Linked DNA regions of Macaca fascicularis: region 1 is linked to region 2. A link is a contact called in public Hi-C data. All regions are on one chromosome and are shown on one strand. The core of a region is the stretch at or near the end of the contact, and the rest is flanking DNA. Distances in the headings are between cores, read along the strand shown. Region 1 holds the start of KLHDC2 (kelch domain containing 2). Region 2 holds the start of DNAAF2 (dynein axonemal assembly factor 2).

Evidence for each region. A called contact is a pair of places that touch in the nucleus more often than the background predicts.
Region 1: a contact with region 2 is called in a Hi-C map of skeletal muscle, with 6 times the contacts expected there. The contact joins the promoter of KLHDC2 here to the promoter of DNAAF2 in region 2. A contact is called at or near these places in 2 of 2 Hi-C or Micro-C datasets (liver and skeletal muscle).

What each region holds. Positions count from the first base shown.
Region 1 is chr7:117,697,066-117,702,488 of T2T-MFA8v1.1, reverse strand. It overlaps KLHDC2 (kelch domain containing 2), which reads right to left and starts at 3,122. Exons shown (of 13, transcript XM_005561196.4): 1 at 2,649-3,122. The coding sequence starts at 2,801.
Region 2 is chr7:117,549,488-117,554,668 of T2T-MFA8v1.1, reverse strand. It overlaps DNAAF2 (dynein axonemal assembly factor 2), which reads left to right and starts at 2,057. Exons shown (of 2, transcript XM_005595162.4): 1 at 2,057-4,038. The coding sequence starts at 2,152.

The DNA.
Region 1 (5,423 bases), core at 1,873-4,372, 150 kb before region 2:
ACTGCAACGTCCACCTCCTGGGTTCAAGCAATTCTCATGCCTCAGCTCCTGAGTAGCTGGGACTACAGATAGCTTGCCATCACACCTGGCTAATTTTTGTATTTTTAGTAGAGACAGGGTTTCACCATGTTGGCCAGGCTGGTCTCAAACTCCCGACCTCTAGCAATCCACCCACCTCAGCCTCCCCAAGTGCTGGGATTACAGGCTGTGAGCCATTGTGCCCAGCCAAGAGATCTCTGGGAACTCTCTAAGGCAGCTTTATCCTGAACAGAACCATGCACCAAATTTCAGCTGCAAGACTTCGGGAGACTACCTGTGCCATCGTCAGCAGGCTGTTACTGAAATTGCCTGATCCACACTGATCCACACTAACACGATGCGTGGTTTTCTAGGCACGCCTTCCTTTCACCTATTCATTCTCTAAGCAGCAACAGAGAGGGCAGAACTGCAAATATGCAAAATATTAAATCCTCATGCAGAATTTTAAGTTCTTTGTTCTGCTCCATTTCCCTTCAGGTATTAATTCCTAACACAGACTGAGCCTACCATATGCTGCAGCTGAAAGCTATCCATGGATTGCTTTATGTAATCCTTACAACAACCCTAAAAAATAGCTGATTTTATGAGAAAATGAGTTTAGAGTTTAAGTAATTTGCCCAAGGTTATTTATGAAGTAATGGTGGCGCCAGGATTCTATCCTTTCCCTGAACTTTAACAACTGCTTGACATTCCCTGCCTTTGACCCTCCCTAGCCACTTTCCAAACAATGTTGATACAGTACACGACTGCGGCTAGCCAAAAATGGGTGTCAAAGTCCAGCAAGCTTGAATAATAAACATACAGAAACAGAACAGTTGACCATGTAAACACTTCTTTTTCCACCCCACCGGTGATGAAGGGAAAGGCTGGAAGTGGGCTGACCCAGAGGTGACCAGCCTGTCCTGGGGAGGAAAACTGCCTACTATGTAGGAAGCCAAGGTTTATTGCCTTTGAAACAGTCTCCAAGGGCTTCTGTGCCTACCCTCAGAGTTCCAGCCACCAGCCATAAATGGGGAGGGCAGTCTGTTTCAGAACCATCCAATTCAGTGATTGTGTGCTTCTCCCTGAATCAGTCCCAATCATCCAGGCCTTTTTAAATCCACCACAAGAAATACTCCACATTGAGAATCCTCCCCTGCCCCACTCCCAAAGTCTCATTCTTTCATGCTGTCATTTTAAAAATACAATTATGAATTAGGTAGCTTAGACAGAAGTGTAATTGACAGGTTTCTCCAGGGGAATTAATTTACATTTTTATAAGGGTGACTACATGCTTGCCCCCCTCCTTGCAATTCCCTACCCCTTTCTAAAGTATTTTTGAGACAGTTTCCTTCTTGTTGCCCGGGCTGGAGTGCAATGGCGCCGTCTCAGCTCACTGCAACCTCCGCCTCCCAAGTAGCCAGGATTAGGGCGCCCGTCACCACGCCCGGCTAATTTTTTTTGTATTTTTAGTAAAGACGGAGTTTCACCATGTTGGCCAGACTGGTCTCCAGCTCCTGACTTCAGGTGATCCACCTACCTTGGCCTCCCAAAGTGCTAGGATTAGAGGAGTGAGCCACCGCGCCCAGCCCCCCTTTCTATTTTCTAACCACATTCACCGGAGACTGGGAAAAACACTGCAGATTAATTAGGATTGGCAAAAAATTACTTCTGCAGTTAAACCAAATTAAAGTATCAGGACAGCTATCTTTGAAAGCTGTCTCAAAAATGGTCAACTATGATCAAATCAACTGTACCATAAGCTAAAAGCAATCACAAGGCATGGGCATAGGGAGGGCGGAGAACATTTTCAAGACCAAAGAGGAATTTTGTGGTAGGACTGGATCAGAGCCATCCCAGCAAATAAAATTTTAGATTTCCGAGGTAGCAGGGTAAAGAAGGGCAACTGGCTTTAAACTGCTAACTAATCACGTTGTTTATAACCAGGGGATCGGAGAGTCAAAGAGCTGCACTCTGTGTTCATTTGATGCTGTGGATTTTTTGGTTACTGGTGGAGCTTTTCCATTATCTTTAATACGGGTGTCTGCTGAAAAACTTCACCCAGCTGAAGCCAGAAGGAAAATAGTCCTGAGAGGTTCAAACAATAGTATGATGGCCATTTGCACAGGCGAGAAGGCTGAATAAGGTGATTCCTGTAACCTTTTGGAATTCCAGTTTTCCTACACCTCGGACTCCCCGTTAAGTGGGCAGCGGTTTCTAGCTCCAGAGGGTAAAGTCCTCGTAGGCCGTCCTGATAACGCGTCTGAGTGATATCACACACCGTCACCTTACACACCCCAACCCTTCCGAATGCACCGCCCAAGCAACATTAACAGGGCCTTCCCCGGAATAACGCTCCAATGGCAACAACGGGGGTGGGAGTGAGTTGGCTTTGTGAGCACCAGGTTGACGTGCCAGCAGCCCTGGAGGTTCGAGACGGGTTGGGGGACTCGAGAGAAGGAAGATTCCCGCGCGCAAGAAAAACCAACCAACGGGCAGAGTCTGAGGTGGGGCGCGCGACGGAGGCGGGGAGCGCCCTTGGCGGGCCGCTCTGGCCTCCCCGCCTGGCCGCGAACCCAGACCCAAGTCACAGCCGAGCGACGTCTGCCGCGGCCCGGCCACTCACTGACCTTGTAGCCGCCCCAGACGAACATGTGGCGCCCGTCGCTGACGGCTACGTGGCCGCTGCGCTCGGCGGGGCAGGCGAGCTCCATGGACTCATAGCTCTCGAAGGCTGGCCCCGGCAAGTCGTCCGCCCGCATATCCTCGTTGCCATCAGCCATCTTGAGGCTGCACTTTTGCTCACCAGGAATGCCCACACCCGCGAGGGGCCAAAGAAACAAAGGAAAAGGAGAGAAATGCACAGTGGCGCGCGGCAAAAAGAAGGCGGCGGCAAAAGGGACGGCGTTAAGGCCTCTTTGCCGCCTGCGCTCGCGTTTACCAGCCTCCTCGGCCGAGGACGGCTCTCCGCCGCCGCCGGGGCACGCCTGCAGACAGCGGGGCCGCGAGCGGAGCCAGGCGGCGGCGGCGCGGGCCCGGGACCCGGAGCACGGCGGGGAAGAGATCCGGGTCTGGCCGGCTCCCTCTTGCAGCCCGTCCGCCCCGCCTCCTGCAGCCCACGGCCTTGTTTACGCCCCGACCGGAAGCCGCCCGTTCCTCTGACGCCGCCCGCCGAGCTCCGGAAGCGAGGCTGCCGCTCAGCGCCCCCAGCGCCGAGTCCTCCCGCTGCCGCTGCCGCCGCCGCCGCCGCCGCCGCCGCCGCCTCCGCCCGCGCCACAGCCTACGGCCTGGGCACCGCAGCTCTGTGGGGCCCGGCGACTTCCAGTCGCGCTTCGAGTCTCCTTTCGCCGAGGGAACCACAGGGATAATGCCCTGAATCGGTCCCTGAAAGCTGCTGAATTTTAGCCGGATTCCTGCAATTTTTTTTTTTTTTCTTCCCGAGAATTTCTATTCGTTTGATTGAGGGATGATCTCAGAGGGTTCACAGCCCTGGCAGGGGCACCAGAATTGCTCCACTAGCAAGTTTCTGGTCTCGCCTTAGAGTCGATGCAGGCCCTGCTGTCCTGCGGGCGCGAGGGCAGGCGCTTAGCTCTCACGCGGGGCCCCGCCCTATCCCCGGCGGCCTCTCCCGAGCTCCCGCCGCCCCTGCCGGGCGCCGCTTCTGCAGGAATCTGTCGTTGCCGCCGCCGCCGTTGCCGCCAGCCGGGCAGCAGTGTTGGGTTGAAAAGCGTTTCCGAAGCCGTAATCACCCTTTTCTTCAGAGAGGAAGGCGGATCCTTTTCACGCATACACAGCTTTCTTTTGTTTTATATGATACCTTTCGATTGGGCCAAAAGAAAATTACGAGTTACCGTACTTGATACCTCACCTGTAAAACAGGGTGGGACAAAAATACACCTTAAATTCCTGATCTCACAGTGCCTCTAGAATTTATCGTGTTTGGTAGGAGGGGCGTGCTTCATTATCTCCATTTCCCTCATCTTCTGGTTGGGAGCACTCCATAGAAAATGAATACTTTGACCAATTAAAGCCTTTTCTTTTTAATTATTAAAATGTTTATAGCCTGACACTCCTCCCCTAGTGGACCAGTGTGTTTACTTGAACTCAAGAACTTGAAAGTTACTTAAGAGGATTAATTAAAGCCTTCAACAAGGAAGCAAATCACCTTGAGGCTGTTAAGACCTTATCTGCCACCCATCCTGGTTGGTGCCCTCATCTGTCTGGCTCACAGGATTCTTGCAGCAGTGCCTTCTCCCAGTGCAATTATGCTCACTAGACTGCGATTATCGAAGTTCCTTGTGAACCAACCTTGGGAATCTGATCAAGTCACTTGAAAACCTTGTGCTGGCTCCCGTCGTCCTTAGTAGAATCCAAATTTCAAATCTCGGCTGGGCGCGGTGGCTCACGCCTGTAATCCCAACACTTTGGGAGGCTGAGACAGGAGGATCACCTGAGGTCAGGAGTTCGAGACCAGTCTGGCCAACATGGCGAAACCCCTTCTCTACTAAAAATACAAAAAAATTACGCAGGCGGGGTGGCCGGTGCCTGTAATCCCAGTTACTTGGGAGGCTGAGGCGGGAGAAACTCTTGAAGCCCGGAGGTGGAGGTCACAGTGAACCGAGAGGGCATGGTTGTACTCCAGACTGGGCAACAAGAATGAAACTCCGTCTCAATAATAATAATAATAATAATAATAATAATAATTCATATCACAGTGCTGTGCAAGAAGACTCAGCATGGTCCAGCCCCAGCTTGCCTTTCCAGCTTCAATTCCTGGCTGGGTCCTCCTTCCAGCTACAGCTACATTACCCTTCTATCACCTTTTTGTTTGTTTGTTTTTGTATTTGAGAGCAGTCTCACTCTTGTCCCCCAGGCTTGAGTGCAATGGCTCGATCTCGCTCACTGCAACCTCCGCCTCCCAGATCCGAATGATTCTCCTGCCTCTGCCTCCCGAGTAGCTGGGATTACAGGTGTCTGCCACCACTCCCGGCTAATTTTTGTATTTTTAGTAGAGATGGGTTTTGGCCGTGTTGGCCCGGCTGGTCTCGAACTCCTGACCTCAAGTGATCCTCCCACCTCGGCCTCCCAAAGTGCTGGAATTACAGGGCCACTGCACTCGGCCATAACTTATTCTTCACCTCTCAATTCAGTTGAAACTTCCTTGGGGAAACCTTTCTGGATGCCCCAGTCTACTTTTAGGTTCCCTATTAGATGCTGTTAGCATCCTTGGTACTTCTCCATACCACTTATTAAAACCATCATGTAATTAATTACTTGTCTATTGTTAGTTTCCCCTGTTAAATTCTAAGCTTGAAGTATGAGCTTAACTTCAGTGGCCTCTTGCGCATGTTGCAAAACCACCTTCTGTCAAAGATATGAGAAGTTTGCTTTTCCTCTGAATACAG
Region 2 (5,181 bases), core at 808-3,307:
ACCTTTAGAATCATAAATGATGTCACCTTGAGAATGTTCTAAGAGTATTGTGTCAAATACTCTAAGGGCATTTGGGTGAAAAAAAAAAAGCACATTAGAAAGGTTTTAGGCCAGGCGCGGTAGCTCATGCCTGTAATCCCAGCACTTTGGGAGGCTGACGTGGGCAGATCACTTGAGGTCAAAGGTGGGAGACCAGCCTGGCCAACATGGTGAAACCCCATCTCTACTAAAAATACAAAACTTAGCCGGATGTGGTGGTGAGTGACTGTAATCCCAGCTACTTGGGAGGCTGAGGCAGCGAGAATTGCTTGAACCTGGGAGGCGGAGGTTGCAGTGAGCCATGATTGCACCACTGCACTCCAGCCTGGGCAAAAGAGTGAGATAGCCTCAAAAAAAAAAAAAAAAAAAAAAGGGTTTTGGACCTGGTGTGGTGGCTCACGCCTATAATCCTAGCACTCTGGGAGGCCAAGGTGTGAGGATCATCTGAATCCAGGAGTTGGAGACCAGCCTGGGCAACACAGTGAGAACCCTATCTCTACAAAAACTTAAAAAATTAGCCAGGCATGGTGGCGCATGCCTGTAGTCCCAGTTACTTGGGAGGCTGAGGCAGGAGTACTGCTTGAGCCCCGGAGAGGTTGAAGCTGCACTCCAGCCTGGGTAACAGAGTGAGATCCTGTCTCAAAAATATATACATACATACACAAATGAATAAATGGTGTTGATACAATTGCACAACTGCTTTCTAAAAAGATTTTACTAAAGTCTACTCCCACCCCAAGGAAACACAGTAACTATAAGGAGCTTTGCTATTTTGGTAGTTTAAATGTGGTATATTTGCATTTTTATTATTAATGTAGTCTTATATGTTCACGGGCCACTGGCAATTGTTTATGAACACCCTGCCCATATGTCTTGCCCTAAATGAGTTTTTACTGGGTAAATATTATAGTGGAATCGCCAGAAAATGCAAAGGAGGAACACTGAGATTGAAAGGTTGGCCGGGCGCCATCGCTCACGTCTGTAATCCCAGCATTTTGGGAGGCCGAGGAGGGTGGATCACCTGAGGTCAAGAGTTCAAGACCAGCCTGGCCAACATGGTAAAACCCCATCTCTACTAAAAATACAAAAATTAGCCCGGCGTGGTTGCAGGCACCTGTAATCCCAGCTACTTGGGAGGCTGAGGCAGGAGAATTGCTTGAACCCGGGAAGCTAAAGCTGCAGTGAGCCAAGATCTCGCCACCGCATGCCAGCCTGGGAGACAGAGTGAGACTATCTCAACAACAACAAAAAAGATTGAAATGTTGGTTTAGCAAAGTGAAAAACGCAGATAAACTTAGGTTTGGATTCGCCTGTTGAATACACTGGCTATGTGACCTCGGTTCAATTTCTCAGGTCCCATCTTCTTGTTTGTGAAAGGGGGATGAGGTTTTTATCTTTTAGTGGTGTGAGCAATGAATGGGATAATGCACGTAATGCTGGAAATTATGACAGTTACTACGATAATTATTCTGCAGAAGTAAGTAACTGCACTATGGCACAGGAATCTATAAAACAGAGAAAGTACAGCGGTGAGTTAGTTTGAAGAATCTAAGAGGGCTATTTCTGGCATTTCCACTATTCCACCATTATTTCCTTTTTTTTTTTTTTTTTTGAGACGGAGTCTCGCTCTGTCGCCCAGGCTGGAGTGCAGTGGCGCGATCTCGGCTCACTGCAAGAGCTCCGCCTCCCGGGTTCACGCTATTCTCCTGCCTCAGTCTCCCACGTAGCTGGGACTACAGGCGCCCCCTAGCCCGGCTAATTTTTTTGTATTTTTAGTAGAGACGGGGTTTCACCGTTTTAGCCAGGATGGTCTCAATCTCCTGACTTCGTGATCCGCCCACCTCGGCCTCCCAAAGTGCTGGGATTACAGGCCTGAACCACGCGCCCAGCCTATTCCACCAAGATTTCTACCCCTCCTCCCGAATGTTAGTGGTGTCACTATGGCAACAAGCACGCGCTGCTCAAGGCTCAATTTTCCAGCCGTTACTGATCTCCACCGCTTACTGATCTCCACCGCGTCACTCTCGGCTGCCAAGAGACTCTGAGGCGGATCCCCCAAGCCAGTCTCAGATTGATCCCCCTTGGCCAGAGGGCGAGAAGCCACAGGGCAGTATGGCCAAAGCGGAGGCCTCCTCGTCGCTGGAGGACTTAGACCTGAGTGGAGAGGAGGTCCAGCGGCTCACCTCCGCCTTCCAGGACCCGGAGTTCCGGCGAATGTTCTCCCAGTACGCCGAGGAGCTCACCAACCCGGAGAACCGGCGGCGCTACGAGGCGGAGATCACCGCGCTAGAGCGTGAGCGCGGGGTGGAGGTGCGGTTCGTGCACCCGGAGCCGGGGCACGTGCTGCGCACCAGCCTGGACGGGACACGGCGCTGCTTCGTGAACGTCTGCAGCAATGCGCTGGTGGGCGCGCCCAGCAGCCGGCCCGGCTCCGATGACGACCGGGGAGCAGCTCCTGGCAGTCACTGGTCCCTGCCCTACAGCTTGGCGCCAGGCCGTGAGTACGCGGGGCGCAACAGCAGCCGATACATGGTCTACGACGTGGTCTTCCATCCAGACGCGCTAGCGCTGGCCCGGCGGCACGAGGGCTTCCGCCAGATGCTGGACGCTACGGCCCTGGAGGCAGTCGAGAAGCAGTTCGGCGTGAAGCTGGACCGCAGGAATGCCAAGACCCTGAAAGCCAAGTATAAGGGGACCCCCGAGGCTGCGGTGCTGCGCACACCCCTGCCCGGGGTCATCCTGGCCAGGCCTGAGGAGGAGCCGAAGGGTCCTCTCCCGGACTTCCCCTACCCCTACCAGTACCCGGCAACCTCCGGGAACTCTGCAACCCACGGGCCCCGGGCGCCCTCCCCTCCGGAAGCGGCCTTGCAGCCCGCCCCCACTGAGCCCCGCTACAGCGTGGTGCAGCGCCACCACGTGGACCTCCAGGATTACCGCTGCTCCCGGGACTCAGCCCCGAGCCCCGTACCCCATGAACTGGTGGTCACCATAGAACTGCCGCTGTTGCGCTCGGCCGCGCAGGCGGCGCTGGAGGTGACGGGAAAGCTGCTGTGCCTCGACTCAAGGAAACCCGACTACCGGCTGCGGCTATCGCTCCCGTACCCAGTGGACGACGGCCGCGGCAAGGCACAATTCAACAAGGCCCGGCGGCAGCTGGTGGTTACGCTGCCAGTGGTACTACCGGCCGCGCGCCGGGATCCCGCCGTCGCCGGCGCAGTCGCCGCCGCCACGCCGGAAGAGTCCTTGGACCCGTCCGGAACTGACGGCCAGGCCTGCACTTCCGTTCACGAGGGGGAGGCGGGACCCGTGGGGAGTCCCGCCGAGGACGGAGGCCGCGATACCTGCGTGGCTGGGGCTGCGAGCTCTGGGGTCACCACCGTGGGCGACCCCAAGGTGGCGTCCCCGCCGGCCGGCGCTGGAGAGGAACGTGTCCCCAAGCCGGGGGAGCAGGACTTGAGCACGCACGCGGGGTCGCCGCCGGGCAGCGTGGAGGAACCATCTCCCGGAGGAGAGAACTCACCTGGTGGCGGAGGCTCCCTTTGTACGTCCTGCCGGGGCCTTGCCTGGGAGTCTTATGCGGGAAGAGAGAGTGCGCGCGGAGATACCGGTGTGGAGACGCGCGCGGAGTCGGAGGGCAAGCGCTGCGAGCCCTCAGCCCGCGCCATGGGTGGTCCCGGGACCAAGAGCGGGGAGCCTTTGTGTCCTCCGTTACTGTGTAATCAGGACAAAGAAACCTTGACTCTGCTCATTCAGGTGCCTCGGATCCAGCCGCAAAGTCTTCAAGGAGATTTGAATCCCCTCTGGTACAAATTACGCTTCTCCACACAAGACTTAGTTTATTCCTTCTTTTTGCAATTTGCTCCAGAGAATAAATTGAGTACCACAGAACCTGTGATTAGCATTTCTTCAAACAATGCAGTGATAGAACTGGCAAAATCTCCAGAGAGCCAAGGACATTGGAGAGAGTGGTATTATGGTGTAAACAACGATTCTTTGGAGGTAACAGTTCTTTCCAGAGTCCTCATATTTGAAATATCCCATCTCACTTAAAAAATTTGCTATTACGGGCCGGGCGCGGTGGCTCACGCCTGTAATCCCAGCATTTTGGGAGGCCTAGGCGGGCGGATCACGAGGTCAGGAGTTCTGGACCAGCCTGGCCAATATGATGAAATTCTGTCTCTACTAAAAATACAAAATTAGCAGGGCATGGTAGCGGGCGCCTGTAGTCCTAGCTACTTGGGAGGCTGAGGCACGAGAATCGCTTGAACCCGGGAAGCGGAGGTTGCAGTGAGCCGATATCGTGCCACTGCAGAACAGTCTGGGCGACAGAGCGAGACTCCATCTCAAAAAAAAAAACAAAAACCTGCCATTACGGGCACCTTTTCAGTTTATCCTAAACAAAGCATTTTCCATTATAACTTTTCTTGTAATGACTTGCACTGATGCACATGATGAAAGATGTCAGTGCTTGTTAAGCGTATTTTGAAAAAAAAAAAAAAAACAACATGCATCGCATCTGGTGGATGGGTTTCAGATCTTCAAAGTTACCTCGAATGCGTTGTTTCCTGAGGTCCATTGACTCGGAAGGAGACCTTAAATGAATTTTCAGGGAGCCGTAGACCTCTGGAATTGTATGCAAAAAGTAGGGAGTGATCTCTTCCGGGGAGAAGGGCTATAATTTTAGTTATGTTCTTAAAAGGGGTTTGTAACACAAAGAAGTTTAAAAAGCACTCTATAATGGGCATTTGAAGTTAGTAAATCATTTTTTCCGAGCTTAGAAAGTAGAGAAGAATAATTTACTTCCAGAGAGGAAAAGTAACTCAGCCAGTTACTTATCCAGTTACTCACACAGTTATTATGTTCAAATGCCCTTTGGGCCATATGGTGCTGCTTAATTTTAGTCTAAGATTTTGGCGGGATTGTCCTTGGGTTGGCGCTATATTAAATTGAGATTATGTCACTTTGCATCTCGTAATCATGCTTAGGTCCCTACTAATATTTAGCACAATGACTAGCATTTAACAAAGTGTGATAAATATTTGTTGAACCTAACAGTACATACGTTAACTGCACCTCTTCTGGGAAGAGGTTATTTTATTTATTTTGTTGTTATTGTTGAGACGGAGTCTCGCTCTGCCGCCC